2 separate regions of the Gossypium hirsutum genome follow, and region 1 is linked to region 2. Evidence: chromatin contacts called from public Hi-C data. All regions are on one chromosome and are shown on one strand. The core of a region is the stretch at or near the end of the contact, and the rest is flanking DNA. Distances in the headings are between cores, read along the strand shown. Region 1 has its middle 43 kb from the start of LOC121222382. Region 2 overlaps LOC107914189.

The links. Hi-C and Micro-C count contacts between places; a contact is called where the count stands out from the background.
Region 1: a contact with region 2 is called in a Hi-C map of leaf, with 2.3 times the contacts expected there. The contact joins two enhancer-like sites. A contact is called at or near these places in 5 of 34 Hi-C or Micro-C datasets (leaf and petal).

Annotation. Positions count from the first base shown.
Region 1 is chrD10:10,146,102-10,149,923 of Gossypium_hirsutum_v2.1, forward strand. No RefSeq gene overlaps it. Among protein-coding and RNA genes, the nearest start is that of LOC121222382, 43 kb to the left of the region's middle. Within about 2 kb of position 2,305, at least 3 of the 9 cell types and tissues checked have an H3K27ac peak or open chromatin away from gene starts, as enhancers often do. A contact at or near this core is called in leaf, where this site is marked.
Region 2 is chrD10:10,088,347-10,091,948 of Gossypium_hirsutum_v2.1, forward strand. LOC107914189 reads left to right here. Exons shown (of 12, transcript XM_041103083.1): 12 at 46-479. The coding sequence ends at 151. Among protein-coding and RNA genes, the nearest start is that of LOC121222382, 15 kb to the right of the region's middle. Within about 2 kb of position 1,980, at least 1 of the 9 cell types and tissues checked has an H3K27ac peak or open chromatin away from gene starts, as enhancers often do. A contact at or near this core is called in leaf, where this site is marked.

The DNA.
Region 1 (3,822 bases), core at 1,055-3,554, 58 kb after region 2:
ATTTCCGGCACGGCTCAATTTCTGATTGCAAATATCGATTTGAATCTACAAATTAAAAATATTAATTTTTTTAAAAAACTTGAAAAAGCCACCAAAAAATGCGAGGGGTATTCATTAAAAAAAATAGCCTTTGAAATTAACATGTGCCCCATAACGGGGCAAAAGAGAAACACATTTTATTTTTTTATTTAGTTAATACAACAATTTAAGCCTTATTATAAAAAAATAAAAAAATAAAAACTAATGTTTTATATATTTAAAATAAAAATTTTGACATAGATAAATCAAATAAAGAGTATATTCAAGTGTTTATAGTCCTATATTATATTTTTATTTTAAATTTAATCAAACAATAAAATTTTTAATTGAACTGATGTGTACGATTCAACAATGAGAATTTATTAGATGATTACGTAATAAATGAAAAAATATTGTTAATACTTTTTAAACAGATATTTATTTTAAAATCTATAAAATATTAATAAAAAATAAACATATTCATTAAAATATTAATGTTTACGACTTGCCATTGTTGCTCACCCAGTTCATCAACTGATCTTACCTGCTGATTACGTAAACTAGGATACACACTTAGGGTCAAGCTGGATGTTTAATGGGATTGAAAAGCGGATTGTCAACATTAAGTATAACTAATTAACTTTTAAGATCAATTTGAGTAACAAAAACAAGTCATAAATCACAAAGCTGATTTCACTGTTTACAATGTTAATAAAAAATTAAATATATATTTATATATTTTTATAATTAAATTAAATATATTTTATTATTTAAATCAAATTTAGACCGGATCGATTTGAGTTAAAGCAAAAATAGTATTGTCTAAATCAGGTCAAGCCTACTTAATTGACCCATAAACAACTTTAACTGAAATGAATTGAGAAAAAAATATTTATTTTAGATTTTATCATTTTATCATTCTAAATCTTTTATGTTAGTTGGATTTTGTTTTTTCCCTAAATTTTGGTTTTCAAACAAGACATTGATAGAATATATAAAAATATAATAGAACAAGACAATAGATAGAATATAGGAAAATGTAATAAAACCTCAAAATTTTAGCTAAATTTTGTTTAATTAAATTTTTCCCTCAATATTTTTTACGAGAACAAACAAAATTATTACAAAAATCTAATCAAATTTAAAGAAATTCCAGATATTCATTTCTATCAAAGGCCAGTTTTGCAATATAATCAACTTCCAAATTCATTTCTCGAGAGATATACCAATTTCGATTGATAGTTAATGACCGGATTTATACTACTCATTGAACAATTAAACCTAATAATTTTCTGTTTAAATGGTTGAATTGAATGACCCGATCTAATTTTAACAATTATGTTATTCTTGTTTAGACAAATGCCACATGAAACTGACACAGAGACTAGGAATGGGATAGATTGATGTTCATTTCAATTATATATGCATGCATTGGAAGAATATAAAGAAAAGTAGGATTTTGTAGTTTTGTGGGCAATAAAGATAAGGACTTAAAAAGATGTCAAGTTTAGTTGTGTCTGGACGTTGGTACAAGGGCTTACCAATTTTATTTATTTTTTTATTTTATGAAAAGTTATAAATCTTTATTACTCAACAAGTTCAACCAGGGCAATACAACAAGGGCTAACAAATTGGGCATAGATCAAAACATAATTTTGGGAAATCAAATTCATTCTAAAGAGTTTTGAAGAATTAATCAAAGAAGCAAGATTTACTAAATAATTCCCAACACAAACATGTTTGAAAAAAAGATATTGAAAAACCTGCAAAATCATATTCGTTTCCTCTTCCCTTAATTTCCCTTTCTTTTCTTTTTGAAAAATAAAAAAAACCACTAAGTGTTAAAAAATAAATACTAAATTTAAATTATAAAATCTATTATTTTAAAACAAACAAATTTTTAAATGATGATAGTTTTTTTGTCCAACCTCACAAATTAGGAAAAGACAAGGAACAAATAAAGCTAAAAGTCATATATAGATATTCCTCGAGGTTTGAAATAATGAGAAGAAGATTGTACAAAAAGATAGAAAAAGAAAACGTCATTGTTTAGTGTTGGCAGAATTAGACAAGAGCCACATGTTTAGGGATTATATGTGAAACTGACACATATTAATAATATGGATGCACAGGAGGAATATCAAAAAAGTAGGTTTTTGTAGTTTTGTGGGTAATAAAGACAAGGAATTAAATACTTAAAGTTGAGTTGTGTCTGGACGTCGGTTTCAAGGGCTTACAACATTGGTTGGACGGCTCAAATGCAAGCCTTGACAGTCACAGAGTCCTGTATAGGTCGGTGACTGGCTGCACCCCCCCCCAAATATTATGGGTCCCTCTCAAAACGTCACTCGTCTCTCTTTGGAACTGTTGCATTTAATTTCGTGATTTTAACACTCACTTTTTGTTTTATACATACCATACCATATTTGTATATAAAGGAATCTTTTTTAACACTGTTTTAGATATCTAAGACACCGAAACTGGGATGATGAGGAAATAAGAGACCACGCTTTGGGGTTGCAGATTTTTAGCTAAGAACAAAATTGCAATAATTTGCAGTGAAAGTGGCAAACAAGTGGGTTGACAACCGCCAAATTGGTCCAGGCCACTAGCTTTATTGGACAAACGTCCCTCAAAAAGAAGAGAAAAAGATATCACTTTGCATGCATCAATCTACTTAAGTGGCCCCTCTTTATCTCCTCAGATAATCATATTCTACATTTTTATTTATTATTTCCGTCATGATTATGTGGATATTTTTAGAATGACTGTTGTATATAATATTTTTAAATAAAATGGTATAAAATTTTGTATTTATATATTTATAAAAAACCGTAATTATATATTATATATACAAATGTAGAACAAATTATATAAAGAAAAAAAGAGATAAATAATTAAAAGAAAATTCAAGTTATGAGTGGTGAGATCCAGTGGGTTTAAACTTTTCCATCTCAAATAGAAAGGAGTGTTGTTCCGGTTGGAAAAGTGATTTCCATTCGATGTGTTGTTTCGGTTGCTTTAAAATTTTAAAGTCGTGTTCATTTGTAAAGGAACTTAAGTAACTATTAGTGCAATATACACAAATGTTTAAATTTGAGTTGCATTATTCAATTTTTATTCTAAACAAGTGAAAATTTTCTTTTCAAGCATTCTGTGATTCATTTTTGTATAAAACAATATTAAAGTGCAACATACAACTTGCTCTTCTTGAGATAAAAGGTATTGCATTTTAAAAGTAGGGTTTCATGGTATTTTGCATAATTGAAACAAAATAACTATTTTCAAATCTAACAAATTCCGTACAAGCTAAGAATAGTTATTCCACGGATGTCGAAAGCACAAAAGCACAAAAGCACAAGCAATCTATGCTAAGAGGTTTGATGATTCAATCGACTTAATTACAAAATTGGACTTATGAGTTGCTACTGAAAAGAGGTATAAGAATGAGGATGTTGGACATTCCTTGCGAACAGGCATCTTGACTTTAAAACCTACAAGTGACGTTCACTTAACCACCTATTAGTGCATTATAAATAGATGCTTGAATTAGAGTTAGATTATTCAATTTTCATTTCAATTAATTTCTAGTGAAAAATTCTTTTTCAAGTATTTTATAGAATTTTTTGGTTTGTATTAACTGTTAAATTTTTGAGAAACAAAATATGAACAGGAGTGACAGTGGAAGTGGTCACTTTTGTAATAACTGCAACAAAAACAAGGGGCAACAAAGTTGTTTACGTAATTCGATTTTCCTACGTTTGTGGAACCTAGCTTAGTGAGATGATCAATATCTCTTAAACA
Region 2 (3,602 bases), core at 730-3,229:
GTTTGACATGAAAATGATTTTGATTCATGTTTTCACCTTTTTCAGATCTACTTCTTTTCAAGGTAAACTATTGAAGCACAATCTCGATACTGAAGTTGTTGATGCTCTTAAGGGTCTAAGAAGACAGCTTTCTGAGAATGAGTCCTGCTAGCTATTTGGATCTGGTTTGTTGTTATTGTTCTCAGCTGAATATTGCATAATCAAAATGCTAATCTTGGTATATACCTAGATAAGTGATATTCATATTGGGTATACCTGGCTCATAAATCATGGTAAGCACAATTCTGATGGAAGTAGTAAAATTGGTAACTACTTACCTCATTCTAATCTTCTTTTCATTGCTATTTCTACTTGTCTAGATTTGACAATCCATGTATTTTGGGTGTATTTATATCAAATTATTTGTACTCTTGTTTCTCCATGTAATAATTCTTTTTACAGTGTTGTATATTTATTTAAAAATTTTACAGTTAATAACACATGCTATATCGGTTAGAATACTTTTTTTATAAGGCTGTATTTGTGTGAGTTGTCTATGCATAAGAACTTAGGTTTTGTTATATTCTTCCTACATTACCCATGTTTGAGCTACACGTAACTGAGAGTGTTAAGTGGTGCTCACGCACGTTTATTAAAAGTTCCGTATGATCTTATATTATCAGAAGATGCAACTATTGTTATGATTCCCTCGTTTATTTTTATCTTATCTTCAATTGGACTTCATGATTATTATTAAATGCATGGAAATATGGAAGAAAGATGGTGAAAAAGAAAGAAAATAACTATTATTAGTATGGTTTTTTCCTCTTTGCGTTGGATTGATGATTTGTTTGTGTTAAATTATAAAGTAAAAATTTAAATATTAAAATATACTCCAAGTCACGTTTTCATAACCAAATCGGTGGTCGAATCGGTAAAGTCATTAATTGTATTGTTTAATTAAATAAATTATTAAAAATTATAAAAAGATAGGAAAATATTCTATAAGTCTACCGATTTGCGGGTCAACCGATCTAATGTTTCTTTTTGGATTGATATTTCAATCAATATGATTTGGTTAAAACAACCATGATTTCAAGTCTTTTTGTACATTTGAAATTTAAAACATCGTATTTTTATTTTCAAGAATTTAATCCCTTTACTTTTTGGATTTAAAATTTACTTTCAAATTATATATAATTGTATAACATTTTAATTGAAAAGTTAATGATATTATCTATTTGAATTAATTAATAACATTATAAATATATAAAGAGCAAATTATGTTAAAATTAAAATATAAAAATTAAATATCAAATTTAAGCATATTAAACGGATTAAAATTAATTTAACTTTTATTATTATTTTTTTGTCAATTTAGCTATCAATTTTTTAAGAAGCGTTGAATTTTTTATCAAAATTTTAAAAATAATTGAATTTGATCATTAATCTTTTAACAAGAGTTGAAATATTGTTATTTTAACAGAAATATTGAGAAAAACGTTAATTTTTTAAACATGATAACTTGTATGACAATTCACGTGTACTTTATACTATTTCTTTATGTTATTTTTTAAAAAATTTTTATGAGACATATATATTTTTGGATTTTGGACTTTTTAAATTTTTGAATTGAATATTTTTATAATATTTAAATTATTTGTTATAAGGCAAATAGTATCATGTAACATGAAGTAGACACAAACTTTCATATAAATTGTTACGTTATCATTGTTAAAAAATTAATATTTAGTTAATATTTTTGTTAAAGAAAAGCAATTCACTCTTATTTTAATAGTCAAATTTAATTTAAAAAAATTAAATTAATAAAAGAATAATGGTTAAATTATTTACTTATAAAAACATTGTGAAAAGCAATTATCCTGAAAAAAAAAAAAGCAGTACGAAAAGTATAGGAGTAGGTGGCAAAATGTAGAAGGTAGGCCGTGCTATTCTAGTGAATGCCCATCACAGCTTATGGTCCACGTTTATTATAGGTTGTCTTAACGTTTAATGGTTTCGGTACTTCACCCATGTTTGGCCACCTTTTCCTTTATTTTGTGTACATACTATTCTCAGTCGAGTTTTTAATTTTACAAGAAATGATGTGTATGTTTTTATTTTTATTTTTATTAATTTTAGTTTTTTAATATTATTTAATAATTTTAGAACAATCAATAAATATATTTTATTGTCGATTGAGTCTTAATTCGATTGGCATATCATTATTGTCAATACAAGAGGATGTGGGTTCGAATATGCTAGAGCACATTATCCTCTTATTTATGAGTTGGGGAGGAATTATGAGTACTTTTTATTAGTTTATTTGTTTTTAATTACAAAATAATAAAAAAATTAACTATTTATATTGAAGTGCTATAAAGTTAAATATATTTAATTTTTTCATAAAAAATAAATATTTAACTTCAATTTAGTTATATTTTAATTTTGAAATGATTATTTTATGTAAAATTAATTAGTTATTTCTGCTGGAAAAAAAATACTAAAATATAAGTTAATATTATAATTAAATAATTAAATATTTAACATGTATTTGTATAAAAGATATTAAACAAACAAAAAGTACAAGGGAAGACAAAAGCAAAGCATAATTATCATTGATAACCATTCTTTAAAAAATAAACTTACAAATAATGAGGCCTTAATTTATTGGAAAGTTTAAAATCTCAAGTTCGAGTCTCATTGGTTACCGATTCAATTGTGCTTTGTAATGTTTAATTATGGTTGATGTGGCTTTGTAATTGCAATTATATTCGAAAACTATTGGATGAAATAAGAAAAAGAATAGAGCAATAATTAAAGTTATTTTTTTATTTAAAATTCATTCAAAAATAAAATTTTAAGGATTTGGAATGGTTTTCCTTAGAGGATTTTGATTTAAGCCATAAAAGGTAATAAAAAGATGTAGAATTGGAATCCGATGAAATGACTGCACAACCAATATTTGATCTGTTTTGTATGTAGTGGTAGTGTGAGATATAAGAAGATGAGATGAGTTGGACCCCTCATCCATTCTCTCAAAATTTAATTAGCATCACTTCAAATGTTATTATATACACATCTTTATTAATTTAAAACTTATTCAAACTAAGACTTCAGTTGAATCAACACTTACATGATTGTTGGTATTTTGGTGTTGCCTCATTTATGAATTTAATTAGCCAACTTAAAATTTACTATTTTTTTGAACAACTAATAATAAGGTTGCAATGGAAAATAAAAATAAAAAATAAAAAATCTAAAATTATAATTAGATATTTAGCATTTATTTTCATAAAAAAACAAAAATGAAACAAGTAAAAGTGAAGATTGATAACAAATTTTAAAAAATAAATTTACAACCAACCTAGCCTTGACTTTAATATTATAACTTCAAATCTCAAGGGATTCTTAATTTATATTTAATTTTATTTATCTCCCACCATTGCATTACTACAAGTGAAGCAAAATTTACAAACATGAAGTTGTTGAATAGTCTTAAGAAATCAAATATTTGGTTAACTGGATCACGGAGTTGATGATAAATCCATTTTTAAAAATACCCAGCTACATATTATATAACTCTGGTTTGAAAGGAATATCCACAATTCCAGAACATATAT